3 separate regions of the Mus musculus genome follow, and all the other regions are linked to region 1. The links are chromatin contacts, called in public HiCAR-type and promoter capture Hi-C maps. All regions are on one chromosome and are shown on one strand. The core of a region is the stretch at or near the end of the contact, and the rest is flanking DNA. Distances in the headings are between cores, read along the strand shown.

Region 1 (2,839 bases), core at 95-2,594:
CACACAAGGTGGTTAACACTGCTCACCTTCAACTCGGAGGCTCTCAACGGTTTTTTTTTTTTTTTTTTTAGGTTTTTGTTTGCTTTTTTAAGCAAAGAAAAAACTCACCCGTGTGATCGGCACAGATTTTAGACAAGCTTAGCTCATCAGTACAGTCTTCATTTATCTTATTTTTAATATCTCTCATTTTGCTCATGATGGAATCAATCGTCACACTGCTGCCAATTAACTCTTCAGCCTCCATTTCTAAATTGTAACTCGTCTTTGGAATAAATAAGATAGAACATTAGTTTTGTAAACATATCTATCTAAATGTAACTGTTATGAGGTAAGTGTTAGTGGCAACTAAATCAAACCAGAGCAACAAAACCCACAAGGACATAGCTTGTAATTTACCAGAACAAAGTTTCAACGAACCAAAAACATCTATTCTTCCCAGTATGAAACAGCATTGAGGTTACACTGTGTGAACCTGGAAGATAATGCTCTCATGACGCTTTTGTGTTTTGAGTAAGGGTGTTAAGTAGCCTAGGATGGCCTTGCTCTCTCTGATTCTGCAGCTTATCTCCTTACATCTCCCAAGCACTAGCTGTACATAGATACACCACCACGTCCAGCTGACGCCTTTGAAAACTTCATTTCACTGAATGTCTTTCTTTCACCTACGGAACGTAAGGAATCCGTTTGGTAATGACAATAAGTTGTCCCTTTGGTCGCCTACCCTGCCAGAGTAAATATTGACATTGCGCGCATTCTGCATCCTTCTACAGATAAGCGACTTTCAGAAGTTTGTCCCAGACAAAGCCCTGATTTGTGCTTTTATCCTTCTAATGCAAGCATCGAGGTACTTGTCACAGTACTGGAGCCCAGGCGCTCCGGTTATCTGCATGAATGTGTTGGTTAATAGCCCACAGTCTGCAGGCTTTCTGTCACTCTGTCTGCCATTCTCCACAACGCAGTAACTAAAGCTCAGAGCCACCGCGGAGTGTTAACAATAAAAATGGGCCCAAAGGAGGGGAGCAAGGGGTTCCCCACCTCCTCCCAGCTCACAGCCACCCACGGGGGCAGGTCTTGAGAGTTACACAATCAGTCCTGACCCGCACGGCGCACCCGCTTCTGGGCCCTGCTCCCCCACCAGCAGCCCAGGACCTACAGGCCGTACCCGCCCGCCTGGCCGGGGGCTCAAGCGCCAGCTCGCTCGCCGCCACCCTCGTCACCCAGCAGCCTCCCGCCGGCCGCAGCCTCTCTGCCATGCCCGCTCTGATGCACCCACCTCTGAAAGCCAAGCTGCAGCCCAAACAGCAGCACCCCAACCCCTCTCCGGAAACACGTTTGAAATTTCCCCGCTGCCTTCCCCGCTACCTCTCATTGGTTACGGCTCGCCACGTGGAAGCGTGGGCCGTGATTGGCTCCTTGCGTCGCACCGCCCCTCCTGCGTTGAGGCCGGACCCACCCACTTCAAGCGGCCCGGGGAGTTACCCGCAGCTGCCGACGCGCTCGCCGTGCTGACCTGCGCCTGTACGGTCAGGGGTCAGGGTCTTTTTCTTTGGTGCTCTCCCGCTGGACCTTGCACTACCCTCCAGGGAGCCCTGGCCTCGCCTTCAACCCAAGACCCGCCCTTCTCTTTGTTAGAATTCTGGTCCCCTCCCTGTCGGGACATCCTGGCTGAGCTCCTTTCTCCGAACCATTCCCCCCCCCCGCCCCCATCCCCGTGATGCTGTCTCAGTTATGAGCTCAGCTGCTCTTAGGAGAAACGCTTCTCTAGGCTTTCTCAATGGTACCCAGCTCCCCTAGCAGACTGTGTGGTCCAGGGGAACGGTTTCATGGGCGAGAAATGGCGCAGATGCTGTGTTTTTGCTCTGGTTTACTCTTGATAGTTTTGCTTTGTGTAAGAAGCTACAGCAGTAGCCAGATCTCTCATCTTCATTCAGTAAGTGATGCCCTCTGTCACAAATTGCTGATACCCAAATCTGTGGATATTCCAAGTCTTTAAATAAAGAGGCATTGTACACACAACCTATGCTCTATTCCTGTATACATTTATTTTCTTTTGGTGGGGGAGGGGAGCTAGTTTGTTTTTGTTTTCGAGGCAGAATCTCACTGTGTGTGTATTCACTGCTGCCACAGAACTGACTCCCTTTGCAGAACAGGCTGGGGTTAAAGGCATGTGATTTAAATCTCCCAGCGTCCTGAATACTTTAAAATTTATCGTCTATGCATCATTTGTAATACCCAGTTGAATACAGAAGTGATACAAATAGATGTTATATAGTGTTACTTAAGAAATATTGACAAGTTGTTCAATAGAGACACAGGAAAAACATATTTTTTTCTCATCTACAGTTGAGTAAATCCATGAATGTAGAACCTATAGACACAGAAGGTTTAATGCAAAGTTAGTCTTTAAAGTATTTTTGGTCAAGCATAAAAGCTGAAAAGCAAACCTTAAAAAGATCAGACTATCTTCATGAAATTTAACTGTAGACTAGAACACAGCTCAGTAATATTTATAGAAATACAAGAAAACTCAACAGGGTTGTCGTTACACTCTTATGTAATTGAAAAAAAAATCACCAGACTTTGAAAACAAGAAAATGTAACTATTAAGGGGGAGGGGGAATAAGGGATCAATTAAAACAGACCAGAAATGACACAGATGACATATTTGGCTAATTAGGACATTAAAATAGTAATGTGTGCTGTATTTTATGCACTCCAAAAACTTAAGAGAGAATTCTATAAACATGTTAAAGAGAAATTCAGAGTGTGTGAGAAAAAGCAAAATAGATGTATGGAAATGAAATGTGCAAGGTATGCAATAGAAAGTACATTATGTGGG
Region 2 (2,839 bases), core at 161-2,660, 970 kb after region 1:
CAGTTAAAAAATAATTTCAAAATTTTTAGGTTTTTTGTACATTTATTTTTTTCTAACAAATATATTGAACTATATAATTAAAATTAAGTAGTTACTCTTCATAATGCAGAAACGGATGATGTTATAGAAAAATGAGTCGATTTCACCATTACTGAAAATGATAGTGTGTACATTGGAAATTTAAGTCATTAAAGTAATTAGTTACTTTTGAAGGGAATCTATTTGAGAAATGTAATTTCCTGATGTTATCTGCATTGTAGTAGAAAATTAGACTAAAATCCATTTTTATAAATAAATGTAGTTATAAGGTGTGTTCAATATAAGGAAGTGCGCACAGTCTTAGTGTGGAGGACCTCTAGAATGGGGCACAGAGAGTTCCAACCTCTGAGCAGTGATCTCCATCTCTCTTATAACAAGGAAATAGAACATTTCTGTGTTAAAGACACTGTGTATTCATGACCGTATTTGGACATTTTTAGACAATGGTTTCTTAGTAAAGTAAAATGACTTGGATTGCATTATTTGTAACTGAAAACTTAAGATATATTAATACCAGTTACAGATGTTATATTTTTATAATTTAGCTTCTGTACATTGCAGAAGATAAATTATGAACTTTAAATCATCATGTTTTGGTTTGTTTTACTGCTTGGAAAAGTCTCCTCTTTGCAACAGTAACATCCTGTATGTACTGTTTGTACGTCAGAAGGAGTTGTTAGCGCTCACTTAGGTATGCAGTAAGAAACATCTCGTTTATCAGAAAGGAAATTTATTATGTACATGGAACATAGATACCAGTTTTCAGGCTGAGTTGAGTGGTCCATGCCTATAATCCCAGCATTTGGGACATGGAGACAGGAACATCCAAGAGTTCAAAGTTAACCTTTAATGGCAAACCAAGTTCAAGACTAGGGCTATAAAAGCAGCAATACCAAAAAGCCTCAGTTTATATTTCTAATATTCAACCATATTGTTATACTATCCTGACTTCACGAAGCCCAAGTTTAGTAGAAGTTTCAGTGTTGTCACAGGAGTAGTTTAAAGACTCAGTCTAATTGCAGTCTCCCAGCCTTTGGAAGTAGAGATGTAGCATCCAAAGGTCTCACCCCTCACAGTCTCTCTAGAGAGGTCTTTGTCTTCTGCATAAACAGATAATTAAGGGCCTTATTTCCATTGTTGTTTTGCAGTGTTTCACTACAACTAAAGGTTGGTGGGTTACTAAAGAATTGTCATACTCTAATTAGATAGCTATGGAACATTTGTCAGATAGTTAGGCCACATCGGAGATACATGATTGATTGACTGGAAGCAGTTTCACTTGAAAATGACTTACGTAGGACAGTGAACAGCAAACATTCTCATACATAATCATTAACAGAACTGCCTCTTGGCTGTAGTGTAGTAGACTAACTGGAACCTTCAAGGGTTATTGAGATAAAGTTCAGCCCTGCATGATGTTAGCAGCGTTCACACAGTTAGTTTCAGTTGACAGTGTTTTATTTTGACATTCCATTTTGTATCATCATAGCTATCTATAAGCTTCTCTCCAATGTAAGTTAAAAGTATGTGGTTTCAAGCTTTCTATCTAAGAAAACAAACTGATTTTAATATTTTGTTTGCGTGAAGTTTATTTTTGAGTAGGTTGAAAGGACCAAGATACTTGAGTTACTAAAGGGCTATTACCAATGTTCATCCTATATGCAGGAGGTGTACAGTATTTTAAAAGTGAATAGGGTGGAGATTGCTTTTATTTAGAATGCATTAGCCCCATATTATCCAGAAGATACTGCTAACAGTAGTAGCTTAATTAGGCAGTAAGTTGTCTTAGGTTAAAAATTGGGAAAAGTACACCTTTTGTTTCCATCCAAAAAAATGATTTTTAGATGACTTCAACTAAAATTAATGCATCTACTAAGAAACTATTTTGTTTTTAATTATAATTATCAAAATGATCCAAATGAAAAGACATTCTCAACTATGTACAGTACTCCAGGAGGAGGTCTAATTGAGTCAGAAGACTGTAAGTACCACTTTGAGCGCTCTGGAGATCAACCCACACAAGTACAGTGAGTAGATTATCTGAGCTATAAATATATTTTTTAGTTTCAATAGCTCTGTTTTGAAATACTTTTTTAATGCAGATAAAAAAAATCAGGAAATTAACCTTATATGGCACAAACCAAATACATAGTAGTATATGGATGAGTTTCTACATTTAAAGAACTAAGAAGATAGGTTCAGGATTGTATTATAGTACATGCACTTACATGCAGATACACATGCTGATTACTTTCAAGGATGTGTGTGTTGGTTTATCACAACAATAAATTTAAAAGTAAGATACAATGTTACATTTTTAGACCATATTGAAACAGCAAGAAGAGACAGGTCTTAAAAAGTTATTAAGAAAACTACTTAATCCCACCATGGGATATTTAGAGGTCTAAATATAGCTCAATTTTAAAAAGCAACTGACCTAAAGGGTTAATGTTGTAACTGACACATTTCAAATTAAAATTATGTTTATTTTGTACAGAAAGCAATGTTAAACACAAGCAGATCTGTTGTATGTAATAAGTGACAGAGTTTTTAAAATTATTTAGCTTTACGGATGTTGTTTTATTTCTTCTAGACCTGGAGCACCGTGTCATAAGTGGCAGCCTTGCTCCACGGTAGCAGGCTCTTTCTTTTGTACATACTGATCGGACCTTCTTTACTGTTCCGTGGACACTTTCTATGTTAGTTTTGATGCATAATTCTTGGAATCCTTTTATACAAACTAGAATGTATGTGTAAGAATTCCTGTCCCTGCAATGTAGTAACTATAAACTTATTTTTA
Region 3 (2,839 bases), core at 159-2,658, 690 kb after region 1:
GGATTGTAGTTCATTCCAAATATTGTCAAGTTGACAACCAGGAATAGCCACTACACAGTGTAAGGCTTTAGAGCAGTTTCCTAAGATGTCTTTTGGCTTGTAAATGATTCTCGGGCTAATCTTGCTTAGTTTGCTTTGTTTTTCCTGGAATTTCATATAAACAAAACCACCCAGTATAGTGTCTTGTATTGACTTCCATTTAGCATTTTTCTTTTGTTATTTATCTCATCAGGGAAAACTTATTTCTTTGATCACAGAGTAATATTCTACTGTAGACTTATCATGACTTGCTCACCCATTCCCTAGCATTCCCCCTGCAGCCCTTGAGATGGTCACAGTCCCGATTATAGCTTTGTGCTATAATAAACATAATATAATTATATATCATATTATATAATTATAATAGAATCAGTGCTATGATCACACTGATTGATTTTCAGGATGATTTGATTCACAGAACGAATCCTGTGTTCCCAGGTTCAACTCCCCTGGTTATGTATTAGCTTTTTAAAAATGTTGTTGAATTTGATTTGATAAAATTTTGTCTGTGTCTTTGTGCCTATGTTTATGAAGGATGTTGACCAAAAAATCCCCCCCCCCCCAGCCTCCCGGGTCTGAGGTCTTTAGTCAGGATAAAACCGGTCTTAAATAAATTCAGATAATGTATTTTGCAATTCTTTGCGGAATGTCGAGAAACATTACACTATACACAAAATGGTAACCTGGCAGGTGTCGTTTAAATGTACATATTTAATATATAAGTGATTTATTTGTTCCTACATTTCTCGATTTCCCCTTAGTTTCCACAACAAACATTTATATCAATTATAACAATTATTCACACATAGCTGAATAATTGGCTGAATTCATATATGACTTGTAACACAGACTTAAAGAAAAACAAAAAACAAAACAATTAGACCAAGGAACTATGGGGATGGGGGATGGTATTTGCTAGAGATGGAACTGAGAACCTTAGAAACTGTGGAAACTCTTCCAGAACAGACCTTCCTACCCTGTATAGACCCGCACCATGAACACCCGTTACAAGCTTTTATAAGTAACAATTGTACAAGGCACCCCGTGGCCCTATTTACTTTATAAAGTTAACCCAGCATTACTTAATACTAAACTTTTTTTTCCTATGAAGATGCACAATGGTTTAATCCAAAGAAGGCACGTCAAACAATGAAACTCCAAGTTAGTGCAGCCTGAAGGATACTAGTTGAACTGGGCATGCTCAGTCGCCAGGCAGATTTTTTTTTTTTTTCCCAGTGAAGTGGAAACTACAACTGCGCGTACCGGGTGAACGGGGGTGGGCGTGCCCTCGTGGAATTTAGAACGTTCTCTTAGCCAATGGGGCCTCGCGGCTGGCTGGCAGGGCTCGCCATTGGGGGACCGGGATGCGAGCGAGTGGAGCGCCGGGGGAGGAAGCGGAGGTGCAGGTCGGAGAGGCCGGGCTAGCCGAGCCCATTGCGGGAGTAGCAGCAGCGGCCAGGCAGCATCCAGCAGTGTGCCAGGCGGCCCAGAACATTGCTTTACTTTTTTTGCTGCACCAACGTAGTCATTATGCCGAAGAGAAAGGTAAGTCCTGTAAAGGGGGAAAAAAAAACCCTGCTCGCAGGCCCTCGAGTGTGTTTGGAGTAAGCCCCCTGCGCTGCGATGAACGCGGCGATGCGCCTAATAACTCAGGCGCTGGGCACGGCCGCTGCCCGCTCCTTCTGCAAATGCCTGTTGCTGACCTCGCTCGCCCCGCACGGAGCTCTGAGTGTTACTTTCCCTCCAGGGACGTCCTCCCCTCTCCATCAACTCCTGCTTGGAATGGTTTCCATCTCTTGCCAGCAGCCAGGGCGGGTATCCATCCCCCTCGCAGGAGTTTCCTCTTGGCAAACTCAGGTTGTTCTCAGGGTGGAGGGAAAGCAATGAGAGGAGTCTCCCGGGCCAGGGAAATCGAAAAACGTGGAAGCACTCAGAGGAGCTAGGCGGGGTCCGGAGTGTCCCCTGGGCCGTGCCCTGGGCGAGCGCGATGCGGGCGGAAGGCCGGGAGAGGGAAAGCCATGTTTCCCTACGCCAGCCCTGCTGCGCCGCGGACCCGTATGTACCCACTCCGGTGTCAATCACCAGCCGCGAGGGCGGGCGGGGCAGTGCGCAGCGCCGGGTAGGCTGCAAAGAAGGGGACTGGTGCCAAGCTCACTGACCCTGCCAAGGTCAGGGGCCACCAAGCCCCTGCCACTGTCCCACCCACGACCCCACGCTTGGCCAGGCAGGGAACCGAGGTCTTTTTAGTCTCTCCTTTGCCCCTGGTGGGTTGTGTCCCCTCCGCGCAGGGACGTCATGAGCCACACGTGGGGCCACACAGCTCCCTCAGGGTGGGGCTTCGACTTGTCATTGGACTGGTGAAGGAAGGGCAGATATTTTTCTACCCCTCCCAGAGAAAAGCGATGTGTGAGGATTGCGTCCTAAGAAAAAAACCTTCCTGCCACCTGCCCAAAGGACCCAAGTCAACCATCTTGGCCATTAAAGTTGAAACTTGGTTAATACCGTTTTCTCCCGAAGACTGTGCACTGTGTGTGTGTGTGGTTGCTTTATTTAAAACTATCAAAGCTTTAAAATTTTTAGAAGCTTTTGCTTCCTTATGCATCGTCACTAAGAATTTTATTATAAACAACTCCACTCCTTTAAAATGTATTTTATTACATTGATTGATTGATTGATTGTATTCACAGGAGGCACTGACACCCAGATTGCAGTAGTAGGCTCTCTCCTATCGTGTGGGTTGTGGGGATCTACAGCAAGTGTATTTACTCTTTGAGCCAGCCCAAGCACCTCCATTCTTTAA

What was found. Promoter capture Hi-C pulls out the DNA fragments that hold promoters and counts their contacts. HiCAR-type assays count read pairs that join an accessible place to other places.
Region 2: a contact with region 1 is called in a promoter capture Hi-C map of liver, with 2.1 times the contacts expected there. The contact joins the enhancer-like site here to the promoter of Ttk in region 1. A contact is called at or near these places in 5 of 39 promoter capture datasets (the C10 cell line, the HPC-7 cell line, embryonic stem cells and 2 more), 1 of 115 datasets of contacts at active chromatin or transcription factors (large pre-B cells) and 1 of 9 other capture datasets (embryonic stem cells).
Region 3: a HiCAR-type map of astrocytes shows a contact between it and region 1, with 2.2 times the contacts expected there. The contact joins the promoter of Hmgn3 here to the promoter of Ttk in region 1. A contact is called at or near these places in 1 of 39 promoter capture datasets (the C10 cell line) and 1 of 115 datasets of contacts at active chromatin or transcription factors (astrocytes).

The regions. Positions count from the first base shown.
Region 1 is chr9:83,833,194-83,836,032 of GRCm38.p6, reverse strand. Ttk (Ttk protein kinase) reads right to left here and starts at 1,344. Exons shown (of 22, transcript NM_009445.2): 1 at 1,274-1,344; 2 at 109-262. The coding sequence starts at 244.
Region 2 is chr9:82,866,447-82,869,285 of GRCm38.p6, reverse strand. It overlaps Phip (pleckstrin homology domain interacting protein), which reads left to right. Exons shown (of 40, transcript NM_001081216.1): 40 at 1-2,839. Among named protein-coding and RNA genes, the nearest start is that of Gm38553, 15 kb to the right of the region's middle. Within about 2 kb of position 1,410, at least 6 of the 459 cell types and tissues checked have an H3K27ac peak or open chromatin away from gene starts, as enhancers often do. A contact at or near this core is called in liver, where this site is marked.
Region 3 is chr9:83,145,176-83,148,014 of GRCm38.p6, reverse strand. Hmgn3 (high mobility group nucleosomal binding domain 3) reads left to right here and starts at 1,408. Exons shown (of 6, transcript NM_026122.4): 1 at 1,408-1,584. The coding sequence starts at 1,570.